Regions from separate parts of the Gossypium arboreum genome. Here region 2 is linked to region 1. A link is a contact called in public Hi-C data. All regions are on one chromosome and are shown on one strand. The core of a region is the stretch at or near the end of the contact, and the rest is flanking DNA. Distances in the headings are between cores, read along the strand shown. Region 1 holds the start of LOC108459178 (IAA-amino acid hydrolase ILR1-like 1). Region 2 holds the start of LOC108458217 (two-component response regulator ARR5-like).

Region 1 (5,403 bases), core at 2,034-4,533:
TGTTTTGAAGCCCACAAATGAAAATAAATCATTTGGTCATTGTGAACATGTTGAGTTGTGAAATATTGAATAATTTTCTTGAAATTTTACTAGGTGTAAAATCGTCAAAATTTTTTTGGGGTAAAATAGGGATGAGAAAATTATTTTATATATAAATATTAAAGTTTATTTTGGGAAATAGAAAAACTAAATCGGGTTGGATCACATTAAAGAGTACCGAGTCAAAAAAAGGCCCAAAAAGTACTTGTAACTGGACTCGATGTGAGAGAGGCCCAAAAACCCCTCATGGACTTGAAGGGGGGACAACCCTTGTAGGAATATTAGGGTGTGCCGTCCACCCTAGTCCTATTCTAAATAGGATGTTATTTTTCTTTTTGAAATAAACCATTACAGCTCAACAATCGTTTCTACCTTATCTTCCTATAAATAGATGACACCAGTATAGCTATTAACACAACTTTGAGATATTGTTATTCTGTCGAAAAACTGAGAGAATTTATTCTCAACTATTACATATATTTTTCTGGAATAACAATTTTACCTATTTCTATTAAGAAGAGAAAATTTTCGTTTTCACTCCAAAAGGAGAGAAAACTTTTTCTAGTTTTGTGTTTCGATTCAATTGGTTCGAGCCTACACTTGAAGTAGTTCATGGTACGAGAATAGTGAAGAAAATCATTTAGTTGAAAGCTGGGAACAACTAACGTCCACTAAGTCTAAAACACAAATACGAATTTGGTTAAGGTTTATTGCCATAAATATCACAAATCGGGTCGATTTTTAAAATTTTAATTTTTCGCTGCGCAAGAAAATCGTTTTTAAATCAAGATTTCTCCAACATATTCTTCGTAAAGGCTGAAAACTGTTCAGATGTGCCTTCCTTAATGACAACTTCTTCGAGCCCTGATTGCATTGCTCACTTCAAGGCTCCGCAAATATAAGGAAATTGAATTACGTAAAAAAACTTTACTTTTCCCTTTTTCCATTGTGCTTATCATAGTTTTTTACTCATGCTTTGTTACTTGGTCTTTTGCACTTTGTAGGTTTAGCAACCGGTTCAGGTTAACAACGTACCTATGATTTTAGTATATATACTAAGAATATAAAATAAAAAATACGCAGAAAAATAGAATAGGTAAAATAGTAATTTTAAAAGTTGAAATGTGACAAAGCGAAGCAAGCATTTATGTCCAGCTTAACCGTGTGGATCCAATTTTCTTTCTTTTTAAATCTCCTTTAGAATGGATTAGTGTTAGTGAGGTGACTTGGATTTTGTCATTTCTACTTATAACTAGCCCCCAAAATCATGTATCTAGATCAAAACGTTGCTAATATATAGATTTACATATTAATAAAAGTATGAAATATAAATTAATTTTTTATAAATTGTAACAACTTAATAATCTAGGTTATATGAACTTTGATACATATACATACATATATAATTTTTATATTATATTTTAAGTATAATGATAAATTTAATTCTTAATATTTATATTTTTTTATTGATGTAGCTCTTATATTTGTTTAAGCTAAATTTGACCATCAACTTTTCATAAATATTAAAATTTAAGCATAAATATTAACTAAAACATCAAATTTTTAAACATGACAACTAGCATAATAATCCACGTGTTTTTATTTTTATTTTTTTATTTTTTATAATTTTGAAATTTTTATTCTTTAAATATTTTATAATTTTTAAATTATTTGTTGATGTGACATATAAGATAAATAGTGTTATGTAGCATGAAAGTATCGTAGATTGTCACGAAGGTTGTCACACCAATATCATTAAAATTAATATTTTAGTTAGTATTTTTATTGAAAACACGATTTCACTCTTTTTAAAAAGTTAATGGTCAAATTTAATTTAAAAAAAAAAGAATAATGACCAAATTGACTTAAATGTAAAAATTGAGGTTTAAAATTGTTCTTATACCTATATTTAAGCTATTCTTTCAAAATCATCTCTATATTTTGACAGTTAATAATAAGAGAAGATAACCACCTCTTGCCGACCAACACTTTTCCGAAATGGTGGTGCTGCTCCTTGGTCTCCACTAAGGGTGAGAAAAACTCGAGTCAATTAAAAAATCGAAAAAAATTGAATTTTGAGTTAATCGAATTGAGTTATTCTTATTATTTTGTTTTGAAAATTTTTCAAAGACATATAGTTTCAAATTTATATGCTCTAACATGGAATTATTATATTGTAATAATATTTTAATTTGACATGTTTAATTTTTAAATTTAACTCGAAAAATTTCATTTGATTCAACTCAACTCGAATTTCATTTCATTCGACTCGATTCAAAGAAATTTCAAATCAAGATAAGATGATAAAATAGGTCTCGCCAACTCAATTAACTCAAAATTTTTTCACTCGATTTGATTGAATCGCTTACCCCTAATTCCCACCCCCACCCACCCTCCCACCCTTTCTTTCCTTTCCCTTAAGCCCTCCTGTTTTTTTTCTCCACCTCGTCTTCCACCACCATTTTTTTGTCCTCCTTTGCTGGCCACTCATTTTCCAGCATAAGAGGACTATGTTTTCTTGGCAAAATAATGGTGTCCAAGGTTTTTCTTTGGACCCTCCCTTGAGGAGGTTTTCTCGAGTCATAGACGCTTGTGTTTATCAAATCTTTTGCGTTTTGTTTTTTCAAGTCCTTTGCAACTCGTTTTTGGTTGATATGTTCTTAGCACATCTGTTGTTACATGGCAGTAATGTTGTTTCTATGCCATCGGAGCAATGACCTAAAAAGAGGCTGAACGATTCAAGGTGGCTTGTTCACTTTGTTTGCTGTCTGCCTATTTCCTGACAAGTTAGGTTTGTCCGTGGTATGGCTTGAGTCCTGTTTTGATCTCCTTTAGGTTGTGGCTGGAAGCCTGATGCAAGTATAGTTTGCTCTTTTATGGTATAACTTGACAATTTGTCAAACATTCATAGTGTTTCTTAATTGTATTTTCTAATGGGCTTTCCATTGTAACTAGTATCTTTCCATTTTTTCTTTGTAATAATTTTACAATCAATAAAGAAAAATAAATAGGAGAGGAGGGAAAGGGAATTTAACAGACTTTGTGGAAATAGAAAACGTGGAGAATATGAAATTTATTAGATTAGATAGTGACGCAAGGCCCGACCAACTCTGAATGAGTGTCCTTCAAAGAAACTGTAAATGGGTGGTATTTGCCCATTGCATTAAAAGGTTAAAATAAAGGAAACTATGCACCGCCTACAAAAGATAAAATCTACAATAAATTTACTGTGAATACGTCAAAGAGTAAATCTATAAAAAATATCAAATGAATTCCCACTATTCTTAACCACCCACCCCGTTTTATATATCACTATCTCGCTCGTATACAGCCTAATTTAGCCTCGGCCATGGCCACGAAGACCCTGCAGCACATTCCTCAACACATCTTCTTAATCTGCGTAACCCTATCTCCCCTCTGCTTCTCTTGCAATGAAGATTGTTTCACTTCTTTCACCCCAACAACAGCAACAGCTAGTCCAAACGTTTCCATCAAAGACCAGATACTTAGCCTGGCTAATGATCAAGAAACTGTGGATTGGATGAAACGAATACGGAGGAAGATACACCAGTACCCTGAACTAGCTTATGAAGAAGTTGATACCAGCCAGCTCATTAGGCATGAACTTGATCTGCTTGGTGTTCCTTATCGTTGGCCTGTGGCTACCACAGGTGTTGTCGCTAAAATTGGCTCTGGTTCTCCTCCCTTTGCTGCTCTCAGAGCTGATATGGATGCTTTACCTATTCAGGTCTGATTTTTTTTTCTTTTCTTGTTTGTTATTATTATTCTTCAACTTTCTTCACTTTTTGCCTTTCCTTTAAGAAAATCTAACACAAGGGTTTCCTGGAAAATTTTTTTTACTGTTCACTCATGAAGTATGGACTCATTGGGGTTTGAAATTCGATTCTTGAGTGGTATTTCCTTGGTGTAATACCATGATCAACAGTGTTTTAAAAGAATTTTAGTTGTTAAACAACCAATAATCATTAGCCCTTTGAAAGAAACCAGTGTTTTATGGTATTATATGATATATAGTAAATAGTCACAGGTTTTCGCTGTTTTGCTAAATACTGCTGGGCTATATTATACTAGAAGATCAGGAAAGCAAAATCGTACTTTTCTATACAGTGAAAAAAAGAAGAAGAAAAAGGTTTAAAAACAAATTTGTGGCTTGAGATTGACATGTTTTCAGCTTTACTAGAAAGGAATTAATTGGAGTGCCTTCGAATCGGACTATCAAAGCCCTGCCCTTTGTATTTTATTTTTATGTCATGCAGGAATTGGTGGAATGGGAGCATAAAAGCAACGTAGACGGTAAAATGCATGCTTGTGCCCACGATGCCCATGTTGCCATGTTGCTTGGAGCAGCAAAGATACTGCAAAAGCTGCGATGCGCTTTACAGGTCAAGCATAATTATGACAAAACTCCATTCCAATTTTTAAGAATATTATTAAGGTCAAATTTTGCTAGTGCTCTCTTCACTATATTTACTTTACGACTTAGTAACTTTTAATTTTAATATTCAAGTCGTAAGTACTAACAAAACTGTGATTAAATTTTTTTATTTCTAAAATTTTATTTGGTAAATATACTAATATATAATGTTTCATTAGCTTACAAAAGTCGCTATTTTAATTATTAAATTTAACGACTATCATTTCAGTTAAAATTAAGTAAATTAGAGAAAACGATTAAACTTTTGTTTACCATTGAGGTTAAAAAGCACTCTTCAAGCCAAACCTTGATTTCAAACAAAAAGAAATATAAACAAGTAACTTTTCAAACCAAATTTTAATTTTAAACTAAGATTTAATCAAACTAAAAATTCAAAATTTTTAAGTTTTGACTTTTGAAGAAGTGCTTTTAATGAAAATATCTTTTCTTCATTCATTCAATTAAATCTTTTATTTTACAATATAATGTTTAGAATTGATATTTTATCTTTTAAAATTATTTTTAATAGTAATGATAAACACACAGTAAAGTAAAGTAAACTAACCTTAAATCTGTAACACAGTATTTGACCTAAAAATGAAATTTCAAAATTAAGAAAGGAAAGGAATTACAATCTATAAATTACAGGGAACTGTAATTCTAATATTTCAACCAGCTGAGGAGCGCGGTGAAGGAGCCAAACAAATGATCGAAGAGTCAGTGCTTGAAAAGGTAGAGGCCATTTTTGGGTTGCATCTGGTGCATGAATATCCCGCAGGTGTGGTTGCCACACGAGCTAAAGGATTTCTAGCTGGCTGTGGGAGCTTTAAAGCCACAATTAGCGGCAAAGGATACCATGCTGCAATTCCCCATCTCGCCATTGATCCAATTTTGGCGGCTTCCACAGCGATAATAAGTCTACAAAATAT
Region 2 (5,403 bases), core at 890-3,389, 200 kb after region 1:
AAAAATTAAAAAATAAATGATCACTAATTAAATTAAAATAATTAAGTTATTATTTTAAATGATTATTTTATTTCTAATTAATTAAATTAATAAGAGATAAATATAAATAAAAGAGTTTAGTCTTTATGGATAACTCATATAAAGAATTTATATTCTACATGAAATCTTTTTTTTTTTATTGGCTTTACTATAAAAGAGGGTCACCCCCAAACAATTCTACATAGCTTCACAAGTTCACAAGTCTTTGAGTTTAGATATCAAAGTTTGAAAAGAATATGTTGATAACTAGAAGTTTTCTCCAAAATCCCAAGAAATCTCTAAAGAATTTGAAGAACAACATAGCCATTCTAGAGAAAGTTGTTTTTTTATCTTGTTTGATCGATTTTTTTCTTCGAGATCAAGCCTAGAAGTGAAGTCATTCTTCCATCAAAGATCAAGACTAGAATGCTTTTGGATCAAAGCTCTCGTTAGCCTCTTTGCATCAACATAAAGGAGATAACAACTTGTTTTTAAAATAAAGTCTCGATGACCCTTGAAGCAAACTAAACCATCCAATATCAAGTTTCAAAAACTCTTCAATCCAAATTCTCTCTATAACTGTTTTCAAGATCAAGTCTCAATAAACTTTGAAGTGAACATAATTGATTCAACATCAAGTCTCAAAAGCCCTTGAATTCAATGAAGTCTAATTTTCAACCAAGTATCTCGCCAGACCTAGTTTACGGGTCAAGTCTTGATGACCCTTAAAGTAACCGTATTAATCTTAGATCAAAGTCTAGACAATCCTTGAATCAAAGCAGAGAATAATGAAAGGAGTTTTTCTTTGTAATAAATTTGTTTTTAGATATTATAACTTCTCTTCAATGTTTATAAATAAATTTGACTCCAAATTTTCCTAATCAATGTTTAACTAGAAATTTGTGTATATATTATTTTCTATTAATGAAGCTTGGTGAACTAATAAAAATATGAGTTTATTTAATTAAAAAAAGTAGATTGACTTGTTTTAAACAAAAGATAATAATTTAAGATTTTTAATATATTAATAAACCTTAAAAAGAGGTTGAATGGAAGCTTAAATAAATTTGGAAAGAAAATAAAACTTGAATGAATAGAAAGTAAAGTAGAAAAGGCAAATCGTGAGAAGAAAAAATGGCGAGAAAAAGGAAAGGCGGGGTAAGAGTTAAGGATCGGATCGGATCCGATGATTGTTGATTTCAAGGCAAGGTTAAGGCGATCTCCAAGATTTGATATGCAGTTTTCAAAACTTAAAAGAAAAGTCCAAAAGATTAGAAAAAGCTTTGTTGGTCCCCCCCACCCCCCAGATTTGTTTTCGACTCCCCCAAATCTCTCCCTTCTCTCTCTCTCTCTCGTCGTTTTGGCCACCTTTTCAACTCCATTTCTGCGTTTTTAATATTCCCTAAATCCCTTTGATCACCTCTATTTCATGTCCTTATCCTCTCATTCTTCTTTTCAATTTCTAATTTCTATTCCCTAACTAATTCCCTCTTTTCATTCTTACTTATTTACACATTCTCGTTACTCATTTTTGGTATATTCACCCATCTCACTTCATTTTTCTTCAATTATCTTTTAGAGAAGTTAATATATACCAGCTTTATAGCATGTTGTGGGTAATTTTTTTTAGGTAAATCATATATTTATACAAGGTATACAGGCATTAAATAAACTATTTAAAATACCCTTAAATTATTATTTATTATTTTATAAAAATAAAAATATTTTAATAATTTTTACTTATATAGATTAATGAAACTAACTCAATAAGTATATATAAAGAGATAAACTTTAAAATTATATATAAACTTTAATTCAAAGTACAATTTAATTCATGAACTTAAATTTGATACAATTATACATATAAAATTTTAATTTTGATTCAATCATACATATTTAAAAAATAAATATATTAAATTATTTTTATATGTAATTTATTTAAAATGATATAAAATCAGTATAATTTTCATGAAGACATAAAGGTTGAATGGTAGAAGAAGAGGTGATTAAAAAGAAACCAAAGTTGATTAATGGTGTATTAAGAGAATCAAAGTCATTATTGGTTTGAGAGGGTTAAAACCCAGCACGTGTAATTAAATAAATACAGAAGAATTAATAGACCAAAAAAGGGAGTGTAAAGGACAGAACACTAGGTGGGGTGGTACCTGCGAAAAACAAGCAACGAGGAAGATAAAATTTTTAATTTAAAATATTATACTTAGGGTAATTATTAATTTTGAAAAAATTGGATGTTTTTGTTATTGTTAATAAAAATCTGTGTGCACCCTTCCTAGAAATAGTAAAGATGCTGTTTGTCCAATTCCATCCGTCTTTTCAAAGCCGGTTGAAGAGGGAGAAAAGAAACATATTTTTAAGCTGTTGTTATTTATGCCGCCGGTTCGGGAGATGTGTCGGATTTGACGGCGCCTTCCTCCATTGACCTCCGGTCAGTTTCCCTGCTCGATTCCGACCATTCACTGGCACGTCCCTCAATAATATTTCTTTTATTTTGACCAATTTATCTTATCTGTCACCACGATATTTAAACGAAATAATGGAAAGAGGCAAGTGAAAAGGGCAGGGGGCAGGGCACCGAAGTGGATTTTCGAATCCCAGCGACTATTAACCCTCTCTCCTTTTGCATTAAAATATTAGATTGCGGGGATTTCTTAGTGTGAGAAAGATTTGATTTGAGAGAGAAATTTTATATTTTAATATCCATTTTTCTTTTCAAAAACATTACACCGTATAAAATGCCAGACCATTGAACCAGGGGTGGAAGCCTTGTTTATTAAAGCCCTTCTCTTTTTTCGCTCCCTTTTTCCTTTTTTTGCATTACAGAAATCTCCCTCTTTGATTTTGTTGTCTCTGAGATGGCTAGGAACGGTGGCGTTGCTTGGATGAGGACGACGGAGAAGATAGACGGCTACGATCTTTCTACGTCTGATACCGAAGAAGTTCATGTTCTTGCCGTTGATGATAGCCTCGTTGATCGGAAAGTCATTGAACGCTTGCTCAGAATTTCCTCTTGTAAAGGTTTGTTCATCCAGATTCCCTTCTTTTTCTTCGACTTTTTTTTTTTAAATTAATTAGTTTGGATTTGAATCGAATGGGGGTTTGGTTTTGGATTTCTGCAGTGACGGCAGTGGATAGCGGGAGGAGAGCTTTGCAATACCTGGGATTAGATGAGGAGATTCAAAAGAAAGAAACGAATGGTTTTGATGTGAGTACTAATAATAATTGCAATTTCATCACAAAATTTCCCAGATATTGATTTTTCTGACCTCATTTGTTAGCTTTTTTTTTTTTTTTGTGATTTTCAGGGTCTGAAGGTTGATCTGATTATTACCGATTATTGTATGCCTGGAATGACCGGCTACGAATTGCTCAAAAAGGTAAAGGAATCTTCAGCTTTTAGAGAAATCCCAGTTGTTATCATGTCATCTGAGAACGTTATAGCTCGAATCGACAGGTATTGTTTTTTTAAGTAACTTTTATGGCCTTAAATCATTGAAAAAAATTGGGTTAAAAAAAAATAATGGATCTTGAAATTGTTGATAAACAGATGCTTAGAGGAAGGAGCAGAGGATTTTATAGTGAAACCAGTGAAATTATCAGATGTGAAACGCATAATAGATTACACGACCACAGAGTTAAGAGAGGGAGAACAAAGAGAAGGAGCAAGAGCAAGAAGAAGAGGAATCAACAAAAGAAAGCAAAGAGAAGGAGATGACGATCTGTCATCATCCCCACCGTCCACTTTATCATCATCAACATCATCGTCACCATCATCCTCGATTCAATCAGCAACAGCACCGTCGTCTCCTTCAACACTGGATTCTCCCACCAGACGTCTGAAAATGACAAGCTCTGAATAGAGCAGCATATTTTACTACTAATAAAAAGGATTTCAACTTTTAGAAGACTAGACCAAACCCCTCCCTGCAATTCTCCCGTTAATATTTTTTGACGGTTTTTGTTGCGCTTTGCAAATTAATCAAAGCTCCCTTTTCTTCTTCTTTCTAAGTTTTTGTACTTTCTGTTAATTATATTTATATAATGTAACAAAATGGGATTCCAATTACTAACTCAGATTAAATTATATTTATTCTTCTTTTTTTACATATATTTGAGGCCAATTTCTTTTGGGTTTGGCTTGGAATGGATGACTCTGATTAATTTATTTAATATTTTGTTATCTATTTATGATCTAAATCTCTAGGGGATTATTATTTTTTCATTAGATGAAATATTTAATGAATTAGATCTAGTAGATAAAAAAGAAGAATCAACTGACAAGAGTGAAACATTGTTTTGATACAGTGGCGAAAGATTTACAAGTCTGGCTTGACGTCAAGTTGACATTTTTTTTTTAATAATTATAATTATAATTTTAAGGTAACTAATATTTTTTTAATATTTTAAATATAAATTTAAAGTGAAAAGACTACATTGACAAATTTGATAAACCTTTAAGGGCTCATTGTCGTATTATCCCGTTTATAGTTTGAGAAAGTTCAATGTATCACATTTGTGCCAAAAGCGCCATATGAATCAAATTTATGCCAAAATGTCACTTCTGTATTGCCTTTTAACATAAAATGTCCCTCATTCTGTAGGTAATCTTTTACCTATTTTGCTAAATAGTATTATTACATTTAATCTAATTCATTATTTATTTTTTTGGGTATTTGATATAAAATGAAAAACGAAATCCCAAATCTCTTGAGACCTAAAATGAAGAAAATAAAAATAAAAATGAGGAGAAATGATAGGAGAGGGAATATGAGGAGGGGAATAATAATAATAATAATAGGGGGGGAGAGGTGTTGGAAAAGGGGAAGGAGATGTTCCCTGAAGAGGGGACTAAGTGGGAACTACCTCTCTAAGATTATGTATTTATTTTGAGAGGAAAATGCAGAGAGCTTTTTCAAGTGAATAGAAATGGGGATGGCTATCCAAGGCCAAGGGGGGAGACTCACTTCCCTACCACTGTCACTATTGGGGCATAGCTGCTGATACTGGATAGATCTTTGGACCCTACATTTTGGCTGTCAGACTTTGATTGTTCATATACTCCTCCAACACCTTTACCCATCACCCAAATTCCACTGCCCTTGCCCCTGCCCCCCTCTCCGGTTTATTATTATTATTATTATTATTATTATTATTATTATCTTTTAATACCCAACTTTTGTTTTCCACCTTTTGCAAGGCTTTAAACTAAATTAAAATTAGATTACTCATAAATAGTATAAGAATTGACATCTTCCTCCATGATTTTTTTTTTTTTATTTTCTTGATAATGGGAGGGTATAGGGATTTGACTTTATACCATTAAACCTCATTTAAATTATGATTTAGTTGTTGTTGTTGTAGTTAAAC

What was found. Hi-C and Micro-C count contacts between places; a contact is called where the count stands out from the background.
Region 2: a contact with region 1 is called in a Hi-C map of leaf, with 2.6 times the contacts expected there. The contact joins the promoter of LOC108458217 here to the promoter of LOC108459178 in region 1. A contact is called at or near these places in 2 of 5 Hi-C or Micro-C datasets (both in leaf).

The regions. Positions count from the first base shown.
Region 1 is chr4:113,013,880-113,019,282 of ASM2569848v2, forward strand. It overlaps LOC108459178 (IAA-amino acid hydrolase ILR1-like 1), which reads left to right and starts at 3,284. Exons shown (of 5, transcript XM_017758536.2): 1 at 3,284-3,787; 2 at 4,317-4,442; 3 at 5,123-5,403. The coding sequence starts at 3,389.
Region 2 is chr4:113,211,122-113,216,524 of ASM2569848v2, forward strand. It overlaps LOC108458217 (two-component response regulator ARR5-like), which reads left to right and starts at 2,140. Exons shown (of 5, transcript XM_053026507.1): 1 at 2,140-2,498; 2 at 2,900-3,054; 3 at 3,156-3,241; 4 at 3,342-3,490; 5 at 3,584-4,120. The coding sequence starts at 2,919. The coding sequence ends at 3,896.